Regions from separate parts of the Mus musculus genome. Here regions 1, 2, 4 and 5 are each linked to region 3. A link is a contact called in public Hi-C and HiChIP or PLAC-seq data. All regions are on one chromosome and are shown on one strand. The core of a region is the stretch at or near the end of the contact, and the rest is flanking DNA. Distances in the headings are between cores, read along the strand shown. Region 1 holds the start of Polr2i (polymerase (RNA) II (DNA directed) polypeptide I). Region 2 holds the start of Zfp566 (zinc finger protein 566). Region 3 holds the start of Sirt2 (sirtuin 2). Region 4 holds the start of Sdhaf1 (succinate dehydrogenase complex assembly factor 1). Region 5 holds the start of Zfp74 (zinc finger protein 74).

Evidence for each region. A called contact is a pair of places that touch in the nucleus more often than the background predicts. HiChIP or PLAC-seq counts read pairs in DNA pulled down with a chosen protein or histone mark.
Region 1: an H3K27ac HiChIP or PLAC-seq map of bone marrow-derived dendritic cells shows a contact between it and region 3, with 10 times the contacts expected there. The contact joins the promoter of Polr2i here to the promoter of Sirt2 in region 3. A contact is called at or near these places in 5 of 39 promoter capture datasets (cranial neural crest, frontonasal cranial neural crest, hippocampal neurons and 2 more) and 1 of 115 datasets of contacts at active chromatin or transcription factors (bone marrow-derived dendritic cells).
Region 2: a contact with region 3 is called in an H3K27ac HiChIP or PLAC-seq map of microglia, with 5 times the contacts expected there. The contact joins the promoter of Zfp566 here to the promoter of Sirt2 in region 3. A contact is called at or near these places in 1 of 39 promoter capture datasets (pre-B cells), 3 of 484 Hi-C or Micro-C datasets (B cells, CD4 T cells and erythroblasts) and 2 of 115 datasets of contacts at active chromatin or transcription factors (astrocytes and microglia).
Region 4: a contact with region 3 is called in a Hi-C map of B cells, with 7 read pairs. The contact joins the promoter of Sdhaf1 here to the promoter of Sirt2 in region 3.
Region 5: a Hi-C map of B cells shows a contact between it and region 3, with 7 read pairs. The contact joins the promoter of Zfp74 here to the promoter of Sirt2 in region 3. A contact is called at or near these places in 1 of 39 promoter capture datasets (neural stem cells), 1 of 484 Hi-C or Micro-C datasets (B cells) and 2 of 115 datasets of contacts at active chromatin or transcription factors (astrocytes and embryonic forebrain).

What each region holds. Positions count from the first base shown.
Region 1 is chr7:30,230,818-30,234,092 of GRCm38.p6, forward strand. It overlaps Polr2i (polymerase (RNA) II (DNA directed) polypeptide I), which reads left to right and starts at 1,257. Exons shown (of 6, transcript NM_027259.1): 1 at 1,257-1,587; 2 at 1,665-1,719; 3 at 1,933-2,006; 4 at 2,090-2,164; 5 at 2,250-2,301; 6 at 2,468-2,570. The coding sequence starts at 1,529. The coding sequence ends at 2,530. It overlaps Tbcb (tubulin folding cofactor B), which reads right to left and starts at 1,380. Exons shown (of 6, transcript NM_025548.4): 1 at 763-1,380; 2 at 309-452. The coding sequence starts at 876. Ovol3 (ovo like zinc finger 3) reads right to left here. Exons shown (of 4, transcript NM_001289817.1): 4 at 2,480-2,830. The coding sequence ends at 2,622.
Region 2 is chr7:30,088,485-30,091,817 of GRCm38.p6, forward strand. It overlaps Zfp566 (zinc finger protein 566), which reads right to left and starts at 2,026. Exons shown (of 4, transcript NM_152814.2): 1 at 1,804-2,026.
Region 3 is chr7:28,764,670-28,768,092 of GRCm38.p6, forward strand. Sirt2 (sirtuin 2) reads left to right here and starts at 2,083. Exons shown (of 16, transcript NM_022432.4): 1 at 2,083-2,198; 2 at 2,963-3,009. The coding sequence starts at 2,183. Nfkbib (nuclear factor of kappa light polypeptide gene enhancer in B cells inhibitor, beta) reads right to left here and starts at 1,975. Exons shown (of 6, transcript NM_001306222.1): 1 at 1,575-1,975. The coding sequence starts at 1,753.
Region 4 is chr7:30,320,484-30,323,745 of GRCm38.p6, forward strand. It overlaps Sdhaf1 (succinate dehydrogenase complex assembly factor 1), which reads right to left and starts at 1,892. Exons shown (of 1, transcript NM_001033140.3): 1 at 926-1,892. The coding sequence starts at 1,846. The coding sequence ends at 1,490.
Region 5 is chr7:29,952,799-29,956,234 of GRCm38.p6, forward strand. Zfp74 (zinc finger protein 74) reads right to left here and starts at 1,267. Exons shown (of 6, transcript NM_178384.4): 1 at 1,057-1,267. It overlaps C230062I16Rik (a long non-coding RNA gene), which reads left to right. Exons shown (of 4, transcript XR_003946630.1): 1 at 1-1,158.

The DNA of each region.
Region 1 (3,275 bases), core at 7-2,506, 1.5 Mb after region 3:
TGTCCTCTCCATGGAACATTCTCTAGATATCAGCTCAAATACCCATTCCTCAAGGAAGCCTCTTCAGATATCCCCAGGTAAAGCCTGGTACCTCTGATGAATTTCCCGTGAGCTCCCTCCCCCTAAGCCAGTTCAGACAACTCTGGTTTGTCACTGTCTACTGAATGTCTGCTTCTGACCAGGCTGAACTGGGGCTTCCATGTGGCTAGAGCCTATACTGGTTATCACACTGGGCAAAACATGGTATTTGTTGAAGAAATAAATTAGTGAATGAATGTGGGGCGGGTCCCGGGAAAGGGTGTCCTCACATGGATGCGACAGCCGTCATCCACAGGATAGGAGCCCAGCAGTGCATCCTCCTGATCCAACTTGCTGTAGAACTTGTCGTCTGCTCCATATAGCTCCAGTTCCATGCAGGAAGCAGGGCTGCCCACCACCAGCTCCAGTTTACACTGCAGTAAAGAGGCAAGATGAGGAGAAAGGCTGTCAGAGGCCTCATCTTCAGACTTTGATCAACAAACAAGTTCCAAAAAGACCCACCTTGGACCAGTTCCTTCTGGACCCGCCCCCTCGGCTCTCTGGAGTGTCTGATTTTTCCCGGGTCCTGCCCCTACTCGGTGGACTCTGTTCTCCGGGGCTCCCAGGCCTGGGAGGCTGGCTGTCAGTCTCTGCAACCTTCCCTCCAGGTTCGCCCACTAGTTTTCAGCCCCCTACTCCCTTTTCTTTGCCCCGCCCCTCCGGACCCCGCCCCCACGGCCACACCTTGAACTCTGCGATGGTGAGGCTACGACTGTATCGCTTCTCCGAACGGAAGCTGTTGAGGGAGCTGCTGATGAAAACCATCACGGTGGGCGCCGATATCCCCGTCACCTCCATCTCGCTGCGCCCCGGAGTGGCCCGCGGTGCGGTTCAGCCGTCTCACACCGGCTCCGCAGTGGCCGCCGCTGCTTCTGGGATATAGGTCCCGCCCCTTGTTCTGGAGCTGACCAATGCAAGTTCTCCACCTAACATGGCCAGCCAATCGCTGCTGTTCTTTCTCCACGGACAGGCGGATTCTCGGGTACGTCCAACCAATCCCGAGAGGCCTTCCGTGCACGGGAAGCAGGAGAGGAGGGCGGGAGGAGGCCGAAGCCGGGAAGAATGGCTGGAGTTGTCCCGGTCCGCCGAGTGTAAGTTCGGCGCATGTGCACTGGCCTTGGGCCAAGAAGAGAGCAGCGGATTCTCTCGTTCACGCTCAGCGCCTTGCGGATGACATCGCGCATCATAGTCCCAGCCCTTGTCCTAGATCCATTCCACTCGGAGTTGGGAAGCAGGTTCCGAAATCGGGAGTGAGTAGCAGAGGGTATCAAAGGATCGACGCAAGCCGTCAGCCAGACATCCATAAAAAAAAAAATAAAAAAAATAAAAAAATAAGGAACCCGCGCATGCGCGCAGCATCGCCCTAGTTTGGTGCAGCTTCGGTGTGCGACCCTTCCCGCGTTCCGTAGCGCGCCCGCGCAAGCGCAGAAGGCTCAGCAGCCCAGTCGCTATGGAACCCGACGGGACGTACGAGCCTGGCTTCGTGGGTATTCGGTTCTGCCAGGAATGGTGAGGCCCGGGCAGTAGGTGTGGGAAGGCAGTGAGGACTGGCTCCAGGGCTGACCTCTGACCTCCCCTCCCCACAGTAATAACATGCTGTACCCCAAGGAGGACAAGGAAAATCGCATTCTGCTGTACGCGGTGAGTACCGGCAACCCTCTCGCCCGCGGGTTCACGCCTTCCCTGCGCGCTCCCTGCTGGCTCCCCCACGCTTTCGCCTCTTGACTACCCCTCAGCACACCCTCTCTCCCATGTTGTCCATGCCCTCCTTGGGAACACCCTGCCTTCCTGTCCAGTCTTGTTGGAGATCTGATCTGTTTGTGACACTCCTCCCACATGCTCTCCCGTCTGCAGTGCCGGAATTGCGATTACCAGCAGGAAGCCGACAACAGCTGCATCTACGTCAACAAAATCACGCACGAAGTGGAGTGAGTGGCGGGACCTCGCTTGGGGCACGGGTCACCTCTTAGGACACCCGGCCTGACCGCTAATTACTTCCCTATGCCTGCAGCGAGCTGACCCAGATCATCGCAGACGTGTCCCAGGACCCCACGTTGCCCCGGACGGAGGACCACCCGTGCCAGAAGTGAGTACGCAGCTGGCATAGGGAAAGAGGAGTGGCTGTGCACAGAGAGGTCTTTCGCGGTTTAGTAACTGAACCATTCCCTCAGGTGTGGCCACAAGGAGGCAGTGTTCTTTCAGTCACACAGTGCCCGAGCTGAGGTGAGTGGCGGCTGGGTGCTTGGGGGGGTAGGGGTGGGGGGGACACGCCAGTTTTGGGTTGATCCTGTTTACTCAAATCAAGATTGGGAAAGTTTCTTTGATCGTTTCTTTTGGTCCTCACACTATCCTCTGGGTCCAGACCCTGACTGAACGTTCTTATTGCTAGGACGCCATGCGCCTGTACTATGTTTGCACTGCCCCACACTGCGGCCACCGCTGGACTGAGTGATCGTTCCTTCTTCCACCTGTAATAAATGCCAGTTTCTACACTAGTGTTTCCCGTGTTTATTTCTCTCGTGGGTAGGGAGCAGCCAGTCTTATCAGGTCGTGCGGTGTAGGGTGCGGTGCTGCGCATAAGCATCCGGCCGAGAGCTGGTGAAGCCACAGTCTTCACACACGTGCAGCTTCTCCCTGCGCTCCCGGTAAGCGTAGCTGGCTGGCTGCCCGTGCACCTTGGCAAGGTGAGCTTCCAGGGAACAGCGCTGGGTGAAAGCTTTCCCACAGGCTCCGCAGCGGAATGGCCGTATTCCTGTTAAGATGAGCAGAGAGGGCGATGGCGGCCTTGGAGCGTAGGCTTCTGGCCTTGCCACTCCCTATCTTTATTCCTAGCTAGGCAGACACTTATGTTTGTGGTCCACTAGCCATCTGCTACTTCTGCTTAAGGCAACAGGAGCCAGGCCATGTGTCTCCTCCATCCCTCAACAGGAAGCGTCTTGTGAGAGAGGGAGGGACTCTTAGCTACTTGCCTGCTCTCAATCTGGAACCTGGAAATATATCATATGGATTTATTGTGAGACAAGGTCTCACAGTGTAGCCCTGGCTGGCCTGGAACTCAGAGATCTGCCTTCCTCTGCCCAGAAGTGCTGGGATTAAAGGCAAGTACCAAAAGCCTGGCTTATTTGGGGTGTCTGTGTACGTGTGTGTTTGCTCACAAACGTATGCATGCACAAATGCTATGGTCCAAGTTTCGGGGT
Region 2 (3,333 bases), core at 776-3,275, 1.3 Mb after region 3:
CTACTATTTGATGAGATGAATAAGTGCCATATACTTCAGATGAATTTTGCAGATAATGGATGGAACTTGAGAACATCATCCTGAGTGAGGTGACCCAGAGTCAGAAAGACATGCACCGTATGTACTCACTGATAAGTGGACATTAGCCATAAAGTGCAGGATAACTAAGCTATGATCCACAGACCAGAAGAAACTGGGTAATAAGGAGGTCCAAGGGAGGGTTTGAGAATCCCACTCAGAAGGGGAAACTAAATAATCATCAGAGATGTATGGAGAGAGGAAAATGGGTAGGAGAGGGGGTGAGGATCGGAACAGGGATGGCGATCAAGTAGGGAGGGCGAGAGAGGGCTGGGAGAATGGAAACCAGCGGTGGGAGGGGGGGCATCTCTGGTGACTAGCTAGAGCCTTGGGAAGGAAGAGGCTACAGGGAGCCTATGGGGTGACTTTAGCTGAGACTCCTACTAGAGGAGAATTATAGAGACTGATGGGGCCACCTCCTGTACCCAGGCAAGACTTCCAGAGGCAGGGGGACGGGACATCAATCCACTCCAAAAATCTTCAACACAAAATTTGTCTTGTTTATAGAAAGTGCAGGGATAAATATGGAGCAGAGACTGAGGGAACAGTCATCCAATGACTGCCCCAACTTGAGACCCATCCCATGTGAGAGAAACTAATTAACTCTACTAATGATACTCTTGTGCTTGCAGACAGCAGCCTAGCATAACTGTCTCCTGAGAGACTTCACCCAGCAGTGGATGGAGGCAGATGCAGAGAGCCACACTCATCAGGTGGAGCTTGGGGAGTCTTGTGGAAGAGTATGGGATAGAAGTGAGCAAGCCAGAGGGGTCAAGGATACCACAAGAAGACCCAGAGTCAACTGACCTGGGAGCATGGAGGTTCACAGAGCCTGGGTCACCAACCAGGGAGCATGGAAGAGCTGGACCTAAGCACACTCCCCACCCCACGCCTACACGTTTGTAGCAAGTGTGAGCTTGGTGTTTATGTGGGTCCCCCTAAGAAGTGGAGCGGGGGTTGTCTCCATCTCTGTTCCCTGTCATTGGATCACCCCCTACTTCGACTGCCTGATTGTGCTTCCTAGACCTGCTGGGACTAGGTGCCCCAGGGAGGGGTGGTACCCAGAGGGACTCTCCTGCCCAGAGGACAAGGTAAGGGGGAGATGGAGGGAGGGATTTGTAAGGGTAGGACTGGGAAGCGAGGAAGGAGGGTGGCTGAGATTAGGATGTAAAGTGAATTTTTAAAAGTAAACATTAAAAACAGTTGGAAATACTCATATGGCTACCCTTAATAGTCGAGATGTATAAATGCTTCAGATCCTGAAATATCAAACAGCACAAAGACTCAGTTAAGCCGCTATCCCACTTAACACGGGGAAGTCCTACACAGCTGTCCAAATAAACAAAGTAAAAGACAAAGAAAAGCATGATAGCTCACAAATGAACCTCTAAAATGAGCAAAGGCTAAAGAAGAATGCACGCAAGATACACATTCAAAACTTCACACTCACAACCCACACACAGACCCACAACAGAGACACTCGGCTATCGGAAACCTACCTACGAGAAGACAGGACTACCTACTAGGGGCTCAAAAAGTAACTTAAGCACAACTTCACTTTTACCACACAGAATCCACAGGTATCTGCGCCTGCACTGTGCTGCACGTGGTCACAACATCACACAGTCGCACGCCCCTACAGAGACAGAACACTCACCCAGTCAGCAGCTCTCCACATCCACACACAATGCCGCACGTGTCCCCAGCTCGCTCCCTCCCACTCACCAAGGGGTGGTGGCCGCCACGGTGTTAGCAGAAACTGATGCTCATCACCAGTCCAGCCCCTTAGCGCCGCGATCACTGTTCACAAATTAGCCGCACAATTCCGACTCCTCTGCCGCACAAAGCCCAGCCTCGGCGTTCGCCCCGCCTCCTCCCGGGTTCCGCACCAAAGGCCTTCCTTGCAAGCTGCCAAAGCCCTGCAATCCTTCAGTGCACCTCCCCTCTTGCCAGCAAAGCTCTGAAGTCACGCCAGGCGCGTGATCTTCCCGCGAGAAGCCAGGGAGCCCTCTGGGAAATGTAGTCAGTCCGAGGGAACGCGGCAGACAAGATGGCTCCCGATGGGCGGGGCTTCTAACGGTCCCTCAGTGTGGTGGACGAGCGGAGGACACCCCAAATAGAAACGCATCCTCAGGATACATGGAACCCTATATCAGCTTCCACTACTGCATTTAAAATCATTCAAAAAAGTTAGGAATCTGTTGATTTCCCGGACTTTTGGTATTATCTGTAGAGGATAGACTGCATCAGGAAAGGGGCGGAGAACTGGTAGGGGGCGGAGTGTGATTTGCATAGTAAGCATAATCATGCGGCTGAGACTTCTAGTAATATAATTCAGTGCAATACGAAAAAAAATATATTGAAGGGGGAAAGTTATCTCAATTTCTCAGAGAGCTAAGCCTTTGCTTGGCCACCTCTAGCGGCCGAGTTTCCCCCCGCCCCAGAAGTGTGCAGGAACAGATCTCCTCCGCAGATGTGTGACTTGTTCTGGACATGCATTTGGCTTGGTACTCATTAGCAGGTCCTGTAGGTTGAAAGGGTGGATACCAGGACCACACCTTGGATTCCCACATGCTTCTAATGCTAGCCCGCAGGAGGAGCAGGAGGATCAGGGTCATCCCTGGCTACTGAGAGGTAGTTACATTAAAAACTACAGTGGAACACTTGGAGAAAGCATCTTCCTTTGAAGTGATTTCCATAACCAATAAATATACCTAGTCCAGGAGATAACAAGTCAGTCGGTCTGAAAAAGACATTAAAGTTGGGGCTAGAGAGATGACTCAGCGATTAAGAGCACTGGCTTCTCTTCCAGAGGACCTGAGTTCAATACCCAGCCACCACATAGTGGCTCACAATCATCTATAAGAGGATATGATGCCCTCTTCTGGCCTACAGATGTATATGCAGCAGAGCACTCACATTAAATCTTTTAAAACGACATTGAAGTTAAAAGACTACATCTCTGTATAAATCAAGATTTTCTCTTCAGAAAATAGGGACAACACGGCTTACCTCACTTCTCTGTTAATTGCAAAGCTGCCACAGTCCTAACGAAATAGATACTATAAAGACATGAAGATCTTATAAGGATATGAAGTTACCCAGAATAGAATGGAGCTGAGGGAGAGCTGCCGGTAGACTACCCCAATGATAACGGGTATACTAACCAGGCATGTTAGAGGGAAGTGAAGTTTGGGATTGCTGGGTGCGGAGATTTGAATGAGCTGGCTCATAGGCTCATACATTTGAATGCTT
Region 3 (3,423 bases), core at 833-3,332:
GCTACATAGTGAGACACTGACTTAAAAGGGGGGTGGGGTTGGAGGCTGGGAAATGTTTTGCTAAGTAAAGCACAGTGACCTTAGTTTAGAACCCACATAAGAAAAAGCTGGGTGTGATTGTAAGTATTTATAGTCCCAACACTAGGGAGGAGAACCCTGGAATGGAGCACAGTGGTGCGCGCCTTTGATCCCAGCACTCCGGAGGCAGAGGCAGGTGGATGAGTTTGAGGCCAGCTTGGTTTACATAGTGAGTTCCAGGCCAGCCACCCTGTCTCAAAGAGGAAGAGGAGGGTAGAGAGCAAGAGATGACCGCTGAGGCTCTCAGGCCAGCTAGTCTAGCCTACGTGCTCAGTGCAGCCCAAGGTTGCCCTCTAGTCCACACACACACACACACACACACACTCCCCAGGCGGGATGTAGTGATACCCACTTGGGAGCTGAAAGCAGGAGAATGAAATGTTCAAAGCTATCCTCAGCTACAAAGTAACCTCAAGGCTAGCCTGGGCTACATGAGACCGTCAAACACAAACAATCGAGAAAGGAAGGGGGAGGATAAAGAAAGCACAAAAACCAGACCCAAAGTAACCAGAGGGAAATAATAAAGGAACAGGAACCAACAAAGTAGAAAGTGAAAACTAAGGCAACTACTCCTGGCTCTTTAAGATGAGTGTTTGTTGGGTTCCCCTCATGGGTCAGGCACTGAGTCACTGGGCATACGCAATAAGCACAAAGGACAAGAAAATCCCGGGTACAATCCCTTAATGCACGCCGTCACCACAACCATCCCTTCTCCCCAGCTTATCTACTAATCAACATTTCCTACTCTTTAACCTTTTTTCAGTCACCCTCTCCTCCTTTTCCTCTTCCCTCCTTTTTGATACTGGGTCCTTCCAGGCTGTCCTCGGACTAGTGATCCTCCTGCCTCAGCCCCTCGAGTGCCAGAATGACAAGTGTGTACCATCACACTCAGCTAAACTAAAACCAGGGATTGGAAGGTGGTAGTTTGGGAGAAGCATTTGGCTAACAGATGAATCTAGCCTCATAGAATAGAGTTTCTACATCTTATGTAGCTCTGGCTGGCAGGGAACTCAATCAGGTGGCCTCAAATTCACAGAGATCCACCTGCCTTTGCCTTCCAAGTGCTGTGAGAGCCATGACACCCACCAGCTCAATTTCTTAACTGCAGGGTCAATACTGGACGTGTCAGCTTCAGAGACTCAGGGCCAAGAACTAGTTTTGAAATCAAAATCTGGCTTATACAAGAATAGCCAAAGACCAAAGACTACATCTGGAAGTAAGAGGTAAGAAGATGTGGGAACTAGAGTGGTCGGAAAGGTTCAGATCCGATTTGGGGATCAGGAGCTCAAATTTATAGAGTTCAAAAAAGGTGAGACACTTGACTGTGTGAAAGCGTACCAGTCTCACAATTTAGTGTTTGGGGGTTAAGGGCCAGGAAGTCCAGCATCGGAAATCAAGAGTTAGGAACGAGACGATACGAAGTCACAGGAATCGTAGGCTAAAGGGGACTCAGGTAAGATCCCAGGGCTCAGTCTAGTAATTTAAGGTTTACTCACGTGTCCCCATCCTCAGTGACGTAGCCAAAGACTAAGGGCGCCCACGACAGCTCTGGGCCAAGCTCTGCGCCCAGACCTGGTCCTCCGGGAGCCGCTGCGTCGGGACCTAGAGAGCCCAGGCCGCTGTCGCACCATTCATCGGCATCCGCAGTTTTCCCCAAGCACGCGACCCCGGCCATGGCCCCAGCCACCTCGGGTGGCCCCCTGTGGTCGCCTGCCTGTCGCTGGGCTCTGCGATGAGCTCCAGTGCTTCCGCCCTATCGGGAATTCCCCAACACGCCCCCTCATATACCCAATCAAAATGTTTTAAATAGCTACACCCCGCCCCTGTACTGCACCACAGCCAATCAGAAAAATGAGGTGGACATTCGCTCGCTGAGTTTCCCCACATTTTCCAGACGCCCTTTATCAATATGGCCGCCGGCGCCAGGCTTTTTGGGATTTGTAGTTTGATAACATGAGAGGCACATTGTACGAAAGCGGTTATGGGGATCGCATTGCCTGCCGGGAGTTGTAGTTCTCTATCCTATCTCGGCCTCTTCTTGTTTCCGCTGCCGTCACGGGACAGAGCAGTCGGTGACAGTCCCGAGGGCCCCCACCCCGTTCCCATGGCCGAGCCGGACCGTGAGTTAGGGGCCCTGTTGGGAGGGTGGGAGGGTCGGGCCGCGCCGGGGCCTGGCTTTGGGCTGCAGGCCCCGGGGCCCGAGGGTAGGCTCGGTGGGGCGGGAGACAGGATCTACCTGAAGGGAGTGGGATTCGGAGGGGTGTTGCTAAGTGGTCCGTATTACTAGGTTGGTTGGTTTCTGGATTGTGAAATGTAAGGGTCCGATTGTCAAGTTCTTAATGATCGCATTTCTCGTACTTTGGCTGCTGAGGACCCTCGTTGCTAAGGACCAAAGTTACCACTATCCCGGTTGCTAAGGTTGTCTGTTGTTAAGGGCAACTGTAGGATGGGTTCCGGGGACCCCTGTGGCCCCTTACTATCTCATTCCTTCAGTTCTTGTGCCTCTCCTAAACCTCCTACCTTCACTGCATCTCCTCTCCCACACTCAACTCTCAGCAGAAGTATCCCTACTTACGTCTCTTGAAAAACTTAGCCCTCCCTCATTCTCTCGACTCGCACATGCTACCATATCCTGCTTAACTCTGAAACCTTCCTTCAGTCCAGTCTCGCCTGCTTTCTCCTCCTAAAGATTCCCCTCCTCAGCCTTTTCACGTCACACATACCTCCACTCTAAAATATGCCTTTTCCCATCTCCGATAGTTTTACTACCATCCCTGACTCTGAAATAATTAGGTTGGTGGGTCCTCTTGTCCTCCACCATTGTGAGCCCTTCTGCTTAACTCTTTCCCCGCACTGTAACCACGTCTGCTCCCCTCCTCCCCAGCCTCTGACCCTCTGGAGACCCAGGCAGGGAAGGTGCAGGAGGCTCAGGTGAGATGGGGAAGGGGTGGAGGGAAGGAGAGACTTGGTTCCACGTGCCGCACTGGGGGGAGGTGGCAAGGGAAGGCTTTTACCCAAGGGCCCTTGGCTTATGGCCCTGATCCCCAAGCCCATCTGGGGATTAGTACAATCTCCTGGGAGAATGGTGGCTTCTTGGGACTGTCAAGGAAAATGTATAGCCTCAACCCCTGGTTCCCTTCCATATCGTCCTCGTTTCCTACTGTTGCCCATCCCATCCTCAGCCCCTTCTGAACCTCATTTGTGCTGGACCTGAAAGAGACGGTTTTCCAGTTCAATCCGCAAACTCAGATCCTATGAGGTGGGGGAAAGGACCCTATAGGGCACGTTATAAAAGTATCGAAGCTGGGTGTGGTGCCAGCCCCCTGTAATGCCAGCACATGGGGG
Region 4 (3,262 bases), core at 642-3,141, 1.6 Mb after region 3:
CAGGGAATCTCTCATTATGGTCTGTCTTCCTAAATACATCTATCTATGCATTTATCTTTCTATCAATGTGTGTGTGCACAGGCAGATGGACATCAGACAAATTGCTGTTAGTTCTCATCTTCTCCTGTGCGGTCCCTAGGATTTGAGCTCAGCTAGTCAGACTTGTCACCAAGTTCCTTTATCCGCTGAACCATCTCTCTGGCCCTTTTTCCCTCCTTTTCTTTCTTCTTTTTTTGTTTGAGACAAGGTCACTCTATGTAGCTCAGGCCCCTGGAGCCAGGAAGAGACGGAGGCTGGGGTATGTAAAGGGCACAGGTTCAGTAGGTCTTCTGTAGTTACTTCCATAACTCTGGAGTTGAGATGGCACCATGATTAACAGGGTCACCTCGGGGCTGCAGGTGAATCCTTGTGGTTATTGCACTTGCTTGGCAAGCACAAGGCCACAAACAGAACAAACAACAAACATATGTTGTGGTAGAACATGCCTGTGATCTGGAGGAGAAGGGAGGAGTTGCAGGCCATTATCCCTTACATGACCAGTTTGAGGCCTGCCTGGGTTAAGTGAGTCCATGTCTTAAAAAGAACAAAAACTAAAGCAACCAGGATCACCTTGCTAAATAAAACTGAAGCTGAGAGATGAGCAGAGAGCTAGCCTCCTGTGATGGGGTTACGCAAGTGAGGTCAAAGTCTTATGTAAAAAGTGTCACAGAATCTTTTTCTGTCACACACCAAGCCTTAGCTGGGTCCCCTTTGCTCCCACCTGCCTCTTCAACCTTGGCATGGCCGTACATGCCTATAATCTCAGAGTTTAGAAGGCTGAGTCTGAAGGAGGTGAATGCTGAGACCAGCCTAGGCTATATTATATAACAAGACTCTGTCTCAAAAGAAAAAGCAAAGACCCCTAATAAAAGAATCAACAAGATTGTTAAGACAACAAGGAAGTGAGCACACCTCACTTTTATTTCCTTTATGCAAGAATCCTGAGGACTAACAGGAGTAGGGACTAGGGATTCTCCAAGAGTCTCAGGCTCATCAGCTGAGATGAGCTAGTGTAATCTCCCTCATGAACCCGGTTCTTCACAACGAGTCAGACTGCCAAGTTTCTCACGGTTCATCAGGGTATTCTATTAAACGAGCGCGGCAAAAAGTCTGTCTTCTCCACGTTAAAAACAGCAAGGGGCGGGGAGTGAGGAGGTGGGTGTGTTCTTAAGAAGTCAAGAGAGCTGTCTGTCAAGAGGTGCCACGGCCCCGATGGGAGGAGAAAGTGCGCCTGTGCTCTCTCTTTGACTTTGGGTTGGTGTATCACAGCATGTCTTATGCAGTCCGCCAGTGCCACAGAATGCCCGGAACCTCCTTGGTGAGGGAGTGTCTGATCTCTCACTATGCATCGGGAAAATTCGGTTATCTCTCAAGACATCTCAGCTTCCATTTAGATGAGTTCACGATCCTCCCCAAACTGTCAGAAGGAACCTTCCTCTAGGTCTGTCTGTCACCGTCCATCGGATCGCGTCTCCCGCGCCCCTGTATCTTCACAAGAATTCTTTGGGGCACCACCATCATCCAGCCTGGTCCCCGGGGCTGTCGCGTCGCCGGGCTCTTCAGCCGGACCCCGCGGGCGCACGAAGGTACCCATGGCCGTGGCGTGGCCCGAACGCAGCAGCTGTAGCTGGCGCCGACCCCGGCGATACAGATACTCGATACGCAGCACGTCGGTTCGCGGAAGGCTGGCGTGCTGCCGGAACTCGGCCCGCACCCGCGCCTCGGCGCCCGGCGTCCCGCGCCCGGCGCGCAGCAGCTCGCGGTACAGGCTCAGAACTTGCCTCTGCAACCGGCTGGGCCGGCTCATGACCGCGGCGTCGCGGTGAGGCCCCACACTGGCCGGAAGGACCGCCCCGACACACAGTGCTGAGAAGCTAACGGGCAGGGCTACTGGCACGTCTGCCAGAAGTCCCGCCTCCTGCTCACCGGCGCTGCCGCATCTGATTGGCCAGTACTGCAGTACATCTTGGCTGGCTCTGGAAGTGGGCGGAGTCTCTGGTGCTCCGGGCCACTCTAAAGAGTAGTTTTTGAGTGCCTTACAGTCCTGGATATTTCTGAACTTGAGTGGAAGCATGGGGAAGGGCCTAAGCGGTTAGACTCTGGAAAGAGTGTAGGAGGAGATAGTTCTGAGCCCTCGGAAGATTGAGAGCGAAGGGATCGAACCCGGGGCTCACCAGAAGGCAGAGGGATATTGGGAAGGGATGAGCAGTTTTTAAAAAGATCTTTACTATTTTGGGGGCTGGAACGTGCATAAACTGACGACATGACCGCTCCGTGGTACGGCCAAGCGAAAACTTTTTGTTTGTTTGTAGATATGAGAGAGAGGACAGCCAGAGGCATCTAGAAGAGTCCAAAATAGAGAGGAAGTAGACTGCATAGCCAGGGCTGTCTGCGAGAGGGGAGAGAATATTGTTGAAGTTAAGGATTAGCCACACAAACCACTGGGAGACACCAATGTCAGTAGGGTATCGGAACGGTTTACTGAACACACATATCAACACTGATTAATCAGGGATGCACACCCTAGCCAGTTTTCAGGGCCAGTTTTTATATGGGAAAACCCACGAACAGGTGCATTTGGCTATCTAGACAAAGCCGTACTGTATGACCTTTAAGCTGATTGGCTGGGTCTAGAGGCAGGAAGTCTAGGGAATTTCCATAGGTCTCGAGGCTCCATACAGCAACATGATGTTATAGTCAAAGAACATTAGGTCAGACTAAGGTCATGAGCTACAAAATGAAGGTTGAGGCAGTATAGCAGAACTATTGTCAGGTTTAAAACGTAATAGCAGGAGATAGTGAACAGAGAAAACAGAAGGAGGAGAGAGTGTAGAGAGAACAGTGTGAATATCAGGATAGTGGGAATGAGTAAGTATCTGGGGGAGGGAAGCTAGTGAGCTGGAGGGAATTTAGGGGATTGGAGTTTTAGTCAATGTTCAGTAAACAACTTAAATGAATCTGTCTCATCTTTCTTATCTATGTCTTAATAATAATCTGTTTTACCTGGTGGTGCAGACATTTAATCCCAACACCTGGGAGGCAGAGGCAGACATCTCTGAGTTCAAGGCTAGCCTGGTCTACAGAGTGAGTTCAAGGACAGCCAGGAAAACCCTGTCTTGAAACACAAAACAAAACAACCCCTCCCCCAAACTCCCAAACCCCGTCTTATTATTTTTCCATCTAAGTTGTTTGCTGAACTCTTACTTTATGCCAGGAACAACTC
Region 5 (3,436 bases), core at 17-2,516, 1.2 Mb after region 3:
GTTGAAAACAGAAATTAATCAGGATATATATATGTGTGTGTGTGTGTTGTGTGTGTGTGTTTAAATGGTATACACTTGAAATGTGTAATTGTTGATGTCAATATGTTAACAACATCAATGGTTAAATAAGAGCCGTAAGTTACAGAACTGTATATATGATGTTACTGCTCTTTTTTTTTCTTTTTTTTAGATTTGTTTATTTTATGTGAGTACACTGTAGCCATCTTCAGACACACCAGAAGAGGGCATCAGATCCTATTAGAGATGGTTATGAGCCACCATGTGGTTGCTGGGAATTGAACTCAGGACCTCTGGAAGAGCAGCCGGTGCTCTTAACCACTGAGCCATTTCTCCAGCCCGTTACTGCTCTTTTAAGAGGCCATGCTCTTTATATGAGCACATAAATGTACGCGTTCATGCTCACGAGTGTAAAGAAGTCAATTTGTCAGGAGCTGCATGACTGACTAGGAGAAATAAATAATTTTTAGTCTTTGGGCTTTTCTGTATCTTGCTATTTGGGAAATGGAGTTGGGCTGCAAGGCAAATGAATTTCGCCTGTCATGTACACAAGACAGTTTGTCAATACAGGAAAATAGTCAAGTCCTGGAGATACTGATGCTTCATATAAAAATATTTTCAATTATTATAAACGGCTAAAGGTAGCACTCGTTCAAACGCGGTCTTCACACATCTCCACACAATCCTACCCGCCTAACTTCCACCCACAGAGTTTTTCATTAATGCATTCATTCATTATCTCAGCCATCACATGTGCACCCACGTTCGTAAAGGCACATAAAGGATAACGAGCAAATTATAGTCACATCACGGCTGCTGCAAACCGCAGGCATCCCGTCCTCTACCCACACCCGCGACCGCTCTACAGGGCCCTGGCTTCCACCCAGCACAAAGAGTCCTGGCCTCCAGCTCACGGCTTCCGGGACTCAACGCTGAGCCGGGCCACGGGTCTCGATCCCCCAACCCGACGCCGCCCAAGGCTCACAGCCTCCGGGCTACGGCCTGGTGCTGCTAGGCTGGGAAAGAAGACCCACAAACCTGGGTCCGCTAGGCGCAGGGTAGCACTTCCCAGAGGGCCGCGCGGCTCGCCGGGCGGGTCTGGCCTTCGGCGTGCGAGTCAGGAGAGTGGCCAAGGCTCGGGTAAGGGCGCGGCGCTGCGGCAGGGGGACCGGCTTGAGCCTGGGCGGGTTTTGTAGCAGCGGCTACCCCGCGGCCTGGCATTCACAGCCTGGGGGTGCAACTTGCAACTGAGAAGAATCCGAAAGGATCCCTTGCGTTCTTGCTTTGAACTACATTTCCCAGAGCCCTTCGCGGCCCGAGACCTGTGCTCACCCAAATGAAAAACTGGCCCTCGGCTATGAGACTTTCAGGGTTAGGGAGTCTGAGCCAGGAAGAGAGCACGGCTGAGTTTGTTTAGTTCCCTTGGATCAGGGCTCTCTCCCGAGATTGTCTACCTCTTTATGATGGGGATGGTCCTCCGGAGTCACAAACTCTTGGTAGCAGGCAGAAGGAGGAGTTACGTGAATACGTGTGTGTGAGAACTAGACTATGGGGTCAGGGTGTGGAGTTTATAGAGTTAAGAGACCTTGAAGTTCAGTGACATTTAAAACTGTGTGAATTTGCAACCACTTTTGTAATCATGGCTGGGTGTTCTCTTGCAGCGTTTCATTGCTATCTTCCAATTTTGTCAGAAACATGCTTTTGTCTATACTTCGTAGACTCCTTGTTCTGACCGACAGTGTTACTGGACTGTTAACGTAGGATTGTAAACACCATTGCTGAGCAATGTCTACATACTAACTAGATCCTAAGGAAACGGAGCCATTTACTAGTCAACTAGACCCTTGTACCAGTTAGCCGTTCTCTCTCCATCAAAACAAAACAATCACCACTGGGGAGGGGGACGTTATTAGATATACGTTTTTACAAATACTTTCCACCCTTGCTGTAGGAGTAATTTGTCCTTTTATTGTCCTGATAATACTCTTTAGTGAACAAGGGTTTTTTGTTGTTGTTGTTGTTTGTTTGTTTGTTTTAAAGGTTTATTTATTTCTACTTGACGTGTTTTGAGTATTTTGTCTGCAGTTCATGCATGCAATACACAGAGAGACCAGAAGGGGGCATCCGATTCCCCGAAACTGGAGTGGCCTGTGCTTGTGAACCACTCCCTGAGAGTTCTGGGAATGAAACATGGGTCCTCTTCAAGAGCAACAAGTACTCTTGATGCCTAATCTGTCTCTCAGCCCCTGCTTTAGATAGATAGTATAGTGTACATAGTTCCTTTATCATAGTATTTAAGCAACATTATTTTATTTCACACAGAATATAGAACTCTAAGCAATAGTTTGTTTCTCTTTTCCTTTCATAATATTGTTGCTGTCAAATAAACTTCTTGAATTTGCCATCGCTTGACATGTAGCCCAAACTGGCCTCAAGCTCAGATAAATCGCCCAGCTTCTGTTTGACAGGCCCACCCCCATCCTAACTTTTATTTTCTGTCTATCCCAGCACCACAGATAGCTTCTCCCATACAGTGTTGGTTCCTAATCAGACACCACAGAGAATTCCATACACAAACACATATCCATGATTCTAACCCTTCAACGTTTGTCCGACTCAATCTGACACTCTCCACAAATCTACCACAGCACATTTAAACATCACAAATATCATATATACTGTGAACACAATCAAGCACACATGACTCCAGAAATGTTTGCCTAACCCAGCAAATCATGTTTTCCACTGTTACACTCCAAGAATTGTGTACATACATACACACTCAGAGAGTTAGGTATTATTCTCAAAATCTTGAAATTTTTCCTGAAGAAAAATACTATGTGTTTGAATGAAGTACAGAGTCAGATGAAGACAATACGGAGGGCATGGCTGAGTGGCAGAGTGCTTGCCTGGCATGCTTGACAACCTGGGTTCCATCCCACAAAAAGATCTGTGAAGGGACTAGAGAAAAGGCTTAGCAAGGAGCTGGAGGGATGGCTCAGTGGTTAAGAGGAGCACCCTCTGCTCTTCCAGAGGTCCTGAGTTCAATTCCCAGCAACCACATGGTGTCTCACAACCATCTGTAATGGAATCCGATGCTCTCTTCTGGTGTGTCTGAAAACAGTGACAGTGTACTCATATACATAAAATAAATAAATCTTGGAAAGAAAGGAAGGAAGAAAGAAAAAGAAAGAGAAAAGAAAAGGCTCAGCAATTAAGAGCACTCTGGGAACTGATGCCCCAAAGATATAGGCAAAAATACTCATACACATAAAAAGTAAAAATAATTAAAATATTTTCAGTTTACTTTATGTGCATGGGTGTTCTGCTTGCATTTGTGTCTGTATACACGTGGTTTGGCGGTGAGAAGAGACATTAGGACTGAGGCTTGTCCGTCCCACTGAACTCCAAGGTGCTA